Linked DNA regions of Sus scrofa: region 1 is linked to region 2. Evidence: chromatin contacts called from public HiChIP or PLAC-seq data. All regions are on one chromosome and are shown on one strand. Each heading gives the region's core, a stretch centred on a gene start, on an enhancer-like site or on the middle of the called end of the contact. The rest is flanking DNA. Distances are from core to core; before and after follow the strand shown. Region 1 holds the start of EGR2 (early growth response 2). Region 2 has its middle 170 kb from the start of ADO.

Region 1 (5,861 bases), core at 1,723-4,222, 180 kb after region 2:
GCTCCACCAAGGCCCTTTGCCCAACAAAACGAAGGAAGGGCAGGAATGGGTGGTAGTGTTTGTCGTGCAGCTCGAGTGGACAAAGGGCCTCTGGGGCCTCAAGGAGCTCCTGTGTCAGCCTGAGTCTCATTTCAAGGTGTCCGGGTCCGAGATGAGCAAGGGCCGAGGGACCCTCCACCAATAGTGCTGCTGTTGCTGCTGCACAGGGGCCCCCCAGGTTGTGCGCCACCAGTGCAGGAGGCGGTAGAGGCAGCCGGCACTGATGAGGATGGGGCACTGCTCTTGCGTTCCTTCTGTCTCAGGTGGATCTTGGTGTGGCGCTTCCTCTCATCACTCCGGGCAAACTTGCGGCCACAGTAATCACAAGCGAAGGGCTTCTCACCAGTGTGGGTGCGGATGTGGGTAGTAAGGTGATCGCTGCGGCTGAAGTTGCGCATGCAGATCCGACACTGGAAGGGCTTATGCCCTGTGTGGATTCGGATGTGCCTTGTGAGCTCATCTGAGCGGGAGAAGCGACGGTCACAGCCTTCTGCTGGGCAAGGGTAGGGCCTTTCATGCACTGGGGTCTTGCTAGGTCTGTTGGGGTACTTTCGAGGCCTCAGAATGGGCCGAAGTGGCAGATGATGTGGGTTATAGGCGGCAGCAGCAGCCGCTGCCGAGCTGCCAGGTAGCCGTGGTCCCTCGCTGCCTCCACTGGCCCCTGGCCCTGTGGTCCCAGCACTGGGCCCCCCCAGGGTAAAGTTTCGGATGGTGGAGAGTGGAGTGAGTGGAGGGGGGACTCGCAGGGAGTCCAGGGGGCAGGGGAAGGGCTTGCGGTCTGGGCCAGCTGTACCATGTAGGTCTCTCTGGCACTGCGATGGGAAAAATCCAGGATAGTCTGGGATCATGGGGAAGAGACCTGGGTCCGTGGCTGGCTTGGGGGACGGGTAGGATGGAGGTGGTGGGTAGGCCAGAGAGGAGGAGGTGGAGGTGGTGGCTGCTGAAAGGAACGCCGAGGGGTCCTGGTAGAGGTCTCCTGCACAGCCAGAATAAGGAGGAGGCGGCGGTGGAGAGTAGAGGTGGTCCAAGTCAGGCTGGGTCTGGGACATGGTGCACACACCCAAGGGTCCAGTGGCCAGTGGGTTGGGAGAAGCTGAGGTCACGTTGGATGAGGCCGTGGTGGATGCTGGGGAGGTGACCCCTTGCAGGATACCTGCACTCACAATGTTGATGATGCCTTCTGGGTAGCAGCTGGCACCAGGGTACTGGGGGTCAATGGAGAACTTGCCCATGTAAGTGAAGGTCTGGTTTCGGGGTGCAGAGACAGGAGCAAAGCTGCTGGGATATGGGAGATCCAAGGACCTCTTCTCTCCAGTCATGTCAATGTTGATCATGCCATCTGGGGAGGGGAAAGGAAGAAGGGAGGTGGAGCAATAAGAATTCAGCCAAGAATCCCTTCTCACCCTCCTCTCGTGAGTCCAACCCTAAGGCCCAGGATCCTAGCCCTTTAGAGCTGGGACAGTGTCCAACAGGTGAGGACATGGTGACCAAAAGACAGAGGCTAGCCCAAGATCCTACTGTGGCAGCCAGTGACAGTTTGGGACTCAAACTTCCCCCAGAAAAGCAAAATGAGCTACACCCAACCCCCACATACAGCCATCTGTGGCTCTACTCCCCAGTAAAAACACCCAATAATAGCAACAACAATATTAAAATTTCCCCATCTGCCTGGAACTTCTCTCCCTCTCCTTTGCCTGGGGGTCCACGGCAGACATCACCCTGGAGACTGATCCCAGCCAGTGCTGCAAAGGTGTCAGCCGGAGAGGTGAAGCAAAGAAGGGGGTCAATGATTTCCCGGCTGCTCCCAGTTCCAGATGCCTGCCTTCCTTCCCTCCCTCTCCCGCTGCGCTTCAGCTGAAGGCTGCTGGAGGGAATCTGGCTCTGTGGTGGAAGTCTCTAGGTTTCTCTTCCCTCCCAACCTTTTCGGTCTTGCCCGACATCCGCGCGTCCTCGCCTCAGCCCAAAGACAGTGGCAGGCTTTGAGGAAGGCGTGGGGTCTGCGAGGGTTGCGGGAGACCACTTTCCACCGCACTGCCAAGGAAACTTGGGGCGCCGATGCCCTGCGGGCCTCCCTCCGCAGCCAGGGAGGCCGCTTCCCGCGGATGCCCTCCCTCCACCTCCTCCTTCCCGCCTCGCCAATCCCGTCTCAACTTCACTGGCGGCGCGCAGGTGGGGGCGCTCCTTCAGGCTGCAGGGGGAGTGAGTCGCGGGGTCCCCTTTGCCCAGGAGGGAGCGGCAGATGCTTTTCTCTGGCGCTTCGCCGCCGCTTGGCTCTCCAGACGCTCAGCTTTCCTCCAGAGCCCCAAACTTTCTCGTCACTTTGCCCCTACCCCGGGAGAGGGGAGGACGGCGTGCAGCCGGCAGAAAGGCCCACACAGGCGCCGAAGCCTGGCGGGGCACCTCTCCTACTTTCATCCCTGCGTCCCCCGGGAGCTGGGAGCACCACGGCTCACGCCCGCCCGCTCGCTGGCAACCTGGTGCATCTGCCCGCGCGCCCAGTTTTAACGCCCTTCCCCGCTCCCGCGGGCTCCTCCTGCACCCCCGTCCAATTCCTCAAAGTCAGTTCAGTCAACACCGTCCACCTCGTGCCCCAACCCTCTCCTCCAAGTTCAACACACGCACCAAAACCCACCAACTTCGAGCTGCTTGGGTCCAGGCCCGAGGAGGGGGCACGCGCTTACCTCCGGCCACTCCGTTCATCTGGTCAAAGGGGCTTCCCAGTTCGGCATTGGGAAAGATGGTCACCGACGTGGCGGCGAGGTCCTCCACCGGATAGATGTTGTCAGACAGCTGGTGCACAAAACCACTGAGAGTTACTGGGATTTTGTCTACGGCCTTGGCGGTCATCATTTGCTCCTCGCACAACCTGGAGACCCAACTCCCTGGCTACCTGGAGTGTCAGAGAAGCCGTTTTGGAGAGGGATTGGACTGAGCCTAGGCTGGTATCTCCTTTTGCCCTCCACACTTAAAGCAACTATCCCCCCTCAAAAAAAAAAAAAAATCAACAAAAATAAAACTAGCAAACAAGTTGCTGGGTTTTTTTAAAGAAGAAAAATGGCTATTTGCCACTGACTCTCTCCTGTGTTCCGGCTGGGAAGCCAGGAGTTGCTGGTGTAGTGTTATTATAACAGTCAGTGTGTCCCCCTCGCCGAGCTATTAATCAATTGCTGCTCTCTGGGTTAGACGGAAAGTGTTGCTCTAAGTATTTATGGGCAGGCCCTCAATGCCCGTGACGTCACTGCCCATATATGGACTGAGGAACAGGGCTGGGCCAGGCAGCTTTTGCCGTCACATGGCCAATTTGCATAGGGGCTCGGCTGCGCGGGCTCCTGCGGGCTCGCGACTCCCGGCTCGCAGCCCGGGAGGATCCGCAGGGGTCTGGGGAACACGGCCCAAGCCGAAGCCCGGGTCCAGAGCGCTGGGCAAGGCAGGGATGGGGTGCACCACCGGTCGGGCTCAGGTCATTGTGCGAGAACGAGCGGGTCCGGGCTGTGGCGCAGCCTCCCGGGCGGGGAGGAATTCCGGTTCTCCGGGACTTTCCAAAAAAGGCGAAGATCCGGTGCCGGCAGCTCCGCCTCCCCAGCCCTTGTTTGGGAGCCATTCCGGAAAATTAAACTTCGGAAAGAAACCGAGCGGAGCCGAGACACTACAGTCAAACCCCTACTCACTTTCTTGGCAGCTCAAAACCGCAAGCAAAAGGAGGCAGCGAAGAAAAAAAAAAAAAAAAAAAAAAAGGCTGCATGCATTCACGGAAGCTGACTGCTTTTTTCTGAATTACTTGGTGGAAAGAAGTGGCTGGTGATAAGAGTGAATGCGGTATTGCTTTTTTGGAAAGTCTGTTCTATTTATACAGGAGCGAAAACGGAACAGGTTTGGGGTTGTTTGTTTGTTTAAGTATTTTGGGCACCTTGAGGCGGGGGGAGGGTAGACCCTAGGAGAAGCAAATAACTGCGGGGAGCTTCGAAAGAAATCCTCAACCGGCGACACCCCCCCTCCCTTTTTTTCTGCCCGCGCGCTCCCCGCCCCCCTTCAGCTGCTACGCGGACCGGGCGCCCTTCCCGGCTTGTCTGGGCGGTCTGCTGTGTGGGGGCGTCCAGATGGAGGCTTGGACACTCACCCTGCCCCGACACACACACACAAACACACACACTCGTACACTCACACACGCTCCACTTCCGCCACACACAGTCCTGCCCCCGCCGCCTTCTTCACACATCCACTCGCACACCTTACGCTACACACCTCCCTACTGACAGCGCGCCCGTGCACCCGCCTCGCCAATGGAGTGTCCAGTCGGCAGAGTAGGCACCCGGGTTTGCTGGACAAGATGCCCTGCGGAGACACCCAGCCTCACCTTCAGTGCCTGTACCGGCTGTCACCGCAGTCTCCCTACCCCCCCCCCCCCCGAAAGCCTACGCTCCGGAGGTGTGCTCTACCTGCACCTGAGCCCTACTCCAAAACACACACGTGAGGAATATTCTTCCTTTCCCTGTTCAACAGTTATTTTAGGGAGCCCAGCGAGGTCCAGAGTAGCAGCAAATGGTGACTCTAACGCCAGTTTCGAGTCGCCATCACCCTACACGCTTTCCCCTGTAAAATAAACTGACTTCGATGGGAACCTTTCTGCTTAGTTTCCAAAGCACCCAAAGCAATTTTTAAAAACTTTTCAGGGGTCCAGATAGCGACGGGTTCTGGCTGGCTGCACACACCACTCCCACCCCCAGGCGCATCCCGACCCACGCCGGGAGCGCTCCAGGTCTGGCCAGGGTCCCAAAGGAGGTTAGTCCCAGTTGCTCAAGCCTGGTGAGCAGCCGCCTGCCAGACCCTTTCCCGCCTCAAAGCAGCCAAGGCCTGGGATAGAGCGCCAGGCAACCTCTAGGTCCCGGCCCTGCCCTTCCCCACCGCCAGCCAGGATGGTCCTAGCCTCGTGGGGGCCTGGGAGGCCGAGAACCACGGCGCCACGCCGTGGAAGAAGCGAGGCGCTGCAGGCGGCTCCTCCAGCCGCTCACCTGCCGCGGCCGCCGCCGCTGCGAGCCCACTCCCTCCCGGTCCTGTGCGCCGAAGTCAGGACCGGGGCGGCGGTGAGCGGCATCTGCTCCTCCTCCCGAGTGTCGCTTCTCCCCCTTGCCCACAGCGAAATTGGTTCTCCCGGGGCCGGCCATCTTCCTGACTTCAAACGCACAGAGAAAATTTAGGAAAGTTTCTCGCTTGCACTGCGGGCTCTTTTCCAATTGGAAATAAAAATAAAAGGGGAAAGGAAGAAAATCGCAGGAAGATTAGCACCCTTGTTGGTACCCCACCCTCGGCAAAAACTTGAAAAGTCCCGTTACTAAAAAAAGAAAAGAAAGCTGCGCTCTTACCACGTGCGCCAGCCCGCTCCGCCTGCGCTCCGGCAGGTCCCGCGGCCCCCGTGATGACCACCGGCAAGACGACGCCTCGGAGGGTAGCCCGACTCGCATCTCCAGCCCTGAGTCCGAAAGAAGGGGGGTACCGAATTATGCAAATATGGGTTGTGTCAGCGGGGCTCGGGTTACGGCCCCCGGGCTTGGCCCCCGCCGGCCTCCGAGGTTAGGTACCCACCGGCAGCAAGGGCGGGCGCGGCAACTGGTTGCGCTTCGCTCCTCTCCACGCACGTGGGCGGACGAACTGGCGGGCGGGTGAGTCGCAGGGGCCGCCCCGTGGTGGGCGCTGCTGCCAACCCGGCTGGCGGCCACAGCGCGCCACCCCGAGGGGGAGCTCCTGGAGTGCTGGGCGAGCTGGGCGCTGAGGGCAGGACGCAGGCTGGGGGCGGCCCTGGAGAGAATAAGCCTTGAGGTCTTTGG
Region 2 (6,274 bases), core at 89-2,588:
AGGCCAGGAAGTATCAATCAGCTTCGTATTTCACTGGGTAGAACCCAGTCACCTGGTCACACTCAGCTACGAGTCTTAATTTTAATGAAGTTGCTATTTATTTATTTATTTAATTTTTGTCCTTGTGCATTTAGAAACCATTACCTAAATCCAAGGTAACAAAGATTTACTCCTATGCTTTCTTCTAAGAATTTTATAGTTTCAGCTCTTACATTTAGGTGTATGATCTATTTTGAGTTAATTTTTACATAAGTGTGAGGTAGGAGTTCAACTTCATTATTTTGCACATGGTGATCCCAGCATCATTTGCTGAAAAGACTTGTTTCTTTCTAAACATTGAATTTTCATGGCATTCTTGTAAAAAATCATGTGACCATAGAACTAAAGGTCTATTTCTGGACTCCCAGTTCTACTGTCTTGATTACTATAGTTTTATGGTAAAAAGTATAGTTTTTGAAATTGGGAAATGTGAGTCCTCTAACTTTATAATTTTTCAACATCGGTTTGACTATTCTGCAGCTATATTATTTATTTTTTTATTTTTTTATTGTGATTTTTATTTTTTCCATTATAGGTGATTTACAGTGTTCTGTTAATTTTGACTGTACAGCAAAGTGACCCAGTCATACATTTATATCGTTTATTTTTACAATCCAATTTCCAAAATTCGGGAAAAGGGCAGGATGGAGCATGTTCAGATGGAAAATGGAAAAGTAGGCATTGGTAGCCAAATGTGAGTATGTGTGCTGGTATTAGGATTTTGAGGAGAGAAGCCTATTTTTGCTTTACAAATTAAAAATTCTCTAAGAAAATTGTTGATAATCACAATGATTTGGAATTTTATAGCTCTTTTCAAGGAAATTATATATGAATACTTTTAATTATGAAGACTTTGAGGGCCTAAAATTTACTAGTCTTCATCAATTATCCCTTATTTTTTTTTATTTGGATGATAAAACTCTGAACGGGATAATCTAAAGGAAAATAAAATTGTTTTTGCCATTAACTGCTTGGTTATAAAAATCCTACTTTTAAAGAACTTTGTATCCTTAATGTAAGGCAAACTTGGTAGCCAGTTCAGACAAGGTAAGACTATCTACAAATCAGAAGACATTGGTGCCTAGAATTTGGCATTCCTAAATTCCCAATGCTAAATCAGGAAATGTACACACTTGTCGCTTCACGTCTGAATAGAGGGTTAGACAACTCATGGATGACCTTTGAAATGATAAAATAGCACTTTGATTTTTCTACTGATTACTCAGAAATGTGCCTAAAGGTGATTGCAAAGAACTGTGAACAATAATATTGAGCAAGTGGAGTGGTTGCACCACGTGGCAGGAAAAACACAGACTGGCTTTAGGATCAGACAGCTCTGGATTTCAAATGTGGACTTCTTACTGTCTTTGTGAACTTGAGAAAGATATTAAGCTTCAGTTTCATTATTTCTAAAAATTGGTAAATACCTCTTGCAGAATTGCTCTGAAGATTAAGTGAGGCAAGAGATGCATGTGAACATGCCTGGGGAGGGGGGGGAACTGTAAGAGAGTAGGCTCTCAATCTGTTTCTTTTCTTTTTTTTTTTTTTTTTTCAAATACCTATAAGTGGATGAATGACAGAAAAGACCATAAAAGTAACATTTTAACTGAATTATTATGATAAATTTTAAATTTCTTCCCATGAAATTTTATTCTTTTAAGTTAAAAAAAACTGTTGATTCAAAAAATGTAACTGTTTTTGTATCTTTTAGAAGAATGTTCCTATAAACAAATTATTTTTAAAAAGCTTTTTTATCAACTCAATCATCCTAATTCCTGGTTAGGAAAATCACTTTAACACTTTGGGAGTCTGTGGATACCATACACTGAACAATCAAGCTACTTCAACTTCTCGCGAGGAAATGAGACTACCAAAAAACAGGAAGTTAAATGTGTGCAAAAGTATACATCCTGGTTGCCCATATGAAGATGAGGATGTGGTTTCTGTGTTCAAGGTCAAGTCTATGGTGGAAGGCCAAATGCCCCTGATTTTAAAATATAGCTTATATTGCACAAGGAAATATGTTTTTTTGTGTGTATGTGCACCACTGTTTCCTTGACAATAGTACCTGGCACACAGAAAGTGCTCAATAAATATTGTTGCATGAGTGAATAAATGAGTGAACCATAGCAGGTATCATCTGGTCTAGTAATTTTCAAACTTTTTTTTTTTGGTTATAGGCTCTTTGTTCAAGAAAAATATTCGGTGGACACCCAATATGATACACAGATGCAAGAGAAGCCTCTCTAGTCCATGAGACAGACTGCAGGGACCTCACCTCAAGATCCTCTAGATTCTGCAAGCCATATCTGGAAACCCCTAATCTTGTCAAACTTATATCAGAGATGGTAAGAGTAAAACCAGAGAGAAGGATTTTCCCAGTGCTGCACAGTGAAGTCAAAAACTTCACTCTCGACTTTTGGAATTCTTGTGTCTGTGGGGCAAAGGGCACATTCTACTGAATGTTTGCATCACTGGGAGGGTGTGTGGACACCCTTGGGCCCTCCAGGTGGCCTCAAGAGAGGAGCTAGTATCAGTTGCTTATCTACTTTCTGGAAGAACAACTCATTCTATGGTGCAATAAAGGGCTTCAAGCTGTGTCACTGAGGGCTCTCTGATGGTAAGACTTTTTTTGCTATAACTGTATGACCTCCACACAGGAAGGAAAGTGGTCCCCAATATATACATCTTGAGGTTGTCCCTAAGAGAATGGAATATGGGTTCTTCAGGGACTGCTTGTCTCAGACAAGTGGATGAGAATTTAAGAGTTAAATTATAGTTCGATTTGGTAACTCTAGAATCTAACTTCCAGATAAGTTATTTTAGGAGCATCCAGCCAATGATATTAATTAGTTTTAAGTGTGGAAGAGACATCTCAACCTGTAGCTTTTCCCTTGGGTCTCATATTTGCTCAGGTCCTGCCTTACTTGGTCCCCCACCCTCTCACCCCTCCTCTTCCAGTTCTGCTCCTTAGATGCAGAAGTTTGCACCACCAAAAGGGCTGGCACCCAGATGCTTCTCTTCCTTCTTGGTCTGGTCAGCAACCTACCATCCCACCCCCTTGGGATGCAGCTCAGGATCCGCCCCTTCCCCCGAGCCTGGTGCTGACTGCCTCCCTCTGCAGCTTCTGCTACCATCTGTGGCTCCTTATTTTCCATCATGGTGGAGAAAGCAGGAAGAGAGACAATTGGATTCCTTCACAGGTTGGGCGTTACAAAGTCACAGAGCTGAGATGAACATGTGATTTAATCCTAGCCACAAAAGCCACTTTCCAATTGCACAATCCTGGATAATATATGACCTCTTAATGGACACCCAACAATAATACCCTCAGTTAAGCTGTTTGAAGACATCCACAGAGTACTGGGGGAGTTCTACCATGCTCGCAGGTACGCGGTGCAGTTTGGGAGCTCTGTGCCTGGAGTCCCTGCTATTCCTCCAGTTGGCCTAAAGAGGGAGCTGTTTCCTTAGAATGCCTGAGGGAGACAAGGGTGCAGCCAGCCTGGGGGTTTGCAGGACCAAAGCTGCTGGGGCTGTTCCTAAACTTCATATGTTACCAAACAAACCCTAACTGCGGTTTCTCATCTTAAAAAAAAAAAAATGTGTCCACTCAACTGACAAGACTTCTAGTAGATCTAGCAGATTGCCAAGAGTCAGGAGACCTGGAATCCTGTCTCAATGGTACTAACCAGGTGTCCTTGGGCAAATTCTGTTACTTGGGCTCAGTGTCCTCAATGGTAAAGTAGGAACAAAGGCACAAGCCCAGCCTATTTCACTGGGTGATTAACAGAATTGATTGTGCTTAGAAAGGGTGTCATGTTATAATTAAGAGGATGAGCATTAGAGGCTGAAATATCAGTTTTGAAATTACCAGCCACATGGCTTTGGCCAGGTTTCTAACCTCATTTGCAAATTTGTAAATCTCACTGCACCAAACTCTTAGAATTGTTATAAGAAATAAATGAAAAAAATGCATGTGACAGGTGAAATAGGGATGATACATACTAAGCTCTTAATAAAAGGTAGCTTTTTAAAAATATAGCTGTTGAAGCAAAAATGTTTTCAAACCCTGTCATATTATGCACAGGTGAGGGGCATCATCTATTATCTGATTTGGTTCTCCCACAAAAAATAAAACAATATCTCAGAAGGATCAAACTATTTCCTATCCAAATGGAAACATACTACTTGGACATATTTCTTCAGGGTGTTTCTTTCATTGAAGGGACAACATCCAAGCCACGTGCATGTGGAAGGGCATAGTCTACACATTTTGAAGAGTCACTATCATTGTGCTTTCTCTACCAGCACTGATCCTGCCTCAACCCTATAACCAAGTATTCATTTATTCATTCAATAAATATCCATGGAGCAATGACCAAACATGTGGACTATTAGAGTCTGTAGAAACAGTAAGTTGAATAAGGCTCAATCTCTGCCCTCAAAGATTTAGTCTACTTGAGGAAGATGAAAAGACAAATGAAAAAATAGAGAGAGATGATAAGCATATGGTGCTGTGTGGACACACCGAAGGGGATCCTAGCCTGAGTGATAAAGGGCAGGTATCCCAAGCCTTCCCAGAAAAGATAATGAGCCCAAAGAACGTTAAGTTTGCTAATTGAAGTGGGAAAGGAAGGTGTTAAAGGCAGAAGTTCTCTTATTTCCTCATCTATAAAATGAAGAGATTCAACTAGATGGTTTCTAAGATGGTTCTCTGCAGAAAGGAGAGTGGGAAATAGTGAACAAGGAGCCTCCTTGCAATAAATCCTGCTTGTGGAATCCTCACTATGACAAGGACATGAGGGAGCATGGCACTTTATAGCTGGGTTATAAGAACAGGTTTCAAAACAAGGATGAAACTGGATTGTGATGTGATCATAAGTATTTAGAAAAATCAATCTGGGGCTGTATAGAGAATGGATTGAGGGGTAGAAGCAAAGATGTGCGTGGCAAAGCAGTCATTGAGGGAAATGATGAGGAACTGACTGAGACAGGATTAGAGGCAGGTGAAAAGGTGATTTGGAAGAGGAGGCTGATTGCAAAGGTGTTCAGAAGGTCAAACTGACAAGACTTGGTGACCTAATGGAGAACAATAGAGAGGTGCCAAGAATAAACCCCAGGATCTTGGCTAGTCCCATGGAAACACCATAGAGCTCCCTCATCATGCACTTAATGAATGCTTCCTTTAGGCACACAAAATCTATGTTCCTTGTTCCTTCCAGAGTGAAACTTTTAATCAAATAGGGGAACTGAGACCCAGGAACATCAGATGTCCTCCATCTCTGTTTGCAGCTGGGAATTGTTCTGGAAGGGATAACAGAGTAGACCCTTGAAAGGACCCCCAGACAACTGAAACCTTCAAAAAAAAAAAAAAGAGAGAGAGAGAGAGAAACCACCACTAGAAGGATGGCAGGCTTTTCCATTTGTGATTGATGTAAGCACAGAGCAAGAAGCATTTCTAGAAGTTAGACAACGCTCATTGGAAACCTTAGGAATGAGCATAGCCTTTCACCCAGCATTTCTACTTTTTCAAACTTAAACTAAATAAATACTAATTAAGATGCACAAGGATGAACCCACAAATTTATTTCAAGGATTTTCTTTGCAAAGTTGTTCAAAATTGTGAAAAGCTTGACAGCAGACATATGACATACAGAAAGAATGCCCAGCCTTAGAGGAAGGAGGACTGAACCGAACTCTGTAGCTGAGGACCTCTCAAATGCAAAACAGAAAATGGGATGGAGATGCCCCATGAAGCTGGTGACACTCGAAGTCATATAGTGACTAACATTTTTTTAAATTGGGAATAGGGGATCTGGGGACAGCATGCATCCCATTCATCCCTTTCCCCTTCTCCTGGGCATTGTTAAGCTAGTGTTCTGACTGAGCAGTAAGCATCTGTCCGAAACTCCCTCCAGTCACCTATGCCTCTTTTGTTTCTCCCCGCTGCCAGAAGGCTTTGCTTCATGTCTAAAAGCACAAAGATGTGCTGAGCCATACTAAGCAAATAGGGGTCAGAAAACTTCCTTTCTTCCTTGGACTTTAATTTACCAAGTAACTCCTGTGTGTCATGCCCTATGCTAAGTCCCAGCGAGAATAAGTAAAACACAATCCCTGCATATGGTAGACACTGATACTTGCCTACCTAAGAGTCATTCTTTCTATTCTGCCTTACTAACCAAATCCTGACTATATTATGAATTGTACTTGTCCAACTAAACAAACATACTTCCCA

Evidence for each region. HiChIP or PLAC-seq counts read pairs in DNA pulled down with a chosen protein or histone mark.
Region 1: an H3K27ac HiChIP or PLAC-seq map of alveolar macrophages shows a contact between it and region 2. The contact joins the promoter of EGR2 here to the enhancer-like site in region 2. A contact is called at or near these places in 1 of 5 promoter capture datasets (liver), 27 of 47 Hi-C or Micro-C datasets (adipocytes, alveolar macrophages, blood and 16 more) and 2 of 2 datasets of contacts at active chromatin or transcription factors (alveolar macrophages and skeletal muscle).

Annotation. Positions count from the first base shown.
Region 1 is chr14:66,285,678-66,291,538 of Sscrofa11.1, forward strand. EGR2 (early growth response 2) reads right to left here and starts at 2,973. Exons shown (of 2, transcript NM_001097488.1): 1 at 2,721-2,973; 2 at 132-1,378. The coding sequence starts at 2,889. The coding sequence ends at 132. It overlaps LOC106506022 (a long non-coding RNA gene), which reads left to right and starts at 5,744. Exons shown (of 6, transcript XR_001300985.2): 1 at 5,744-5,861.
Region 2 is chr14:66,108,768-66,115,041 of Sscrofa11.1, forward strand. No RefSeq gene overlaps it. Among named protein-coding and RNA genes, the nearest start is that of ADO, 170 kb to the right of the region's middle. Within about 2 kb of position 1,339, at least 3 of the 83 cell types and tissues checked have an H3K27ac peak or open chromatin away from gene starts, as enhancers often do. A contact at or near this core is called in alveolar macrophages, where this site is marked.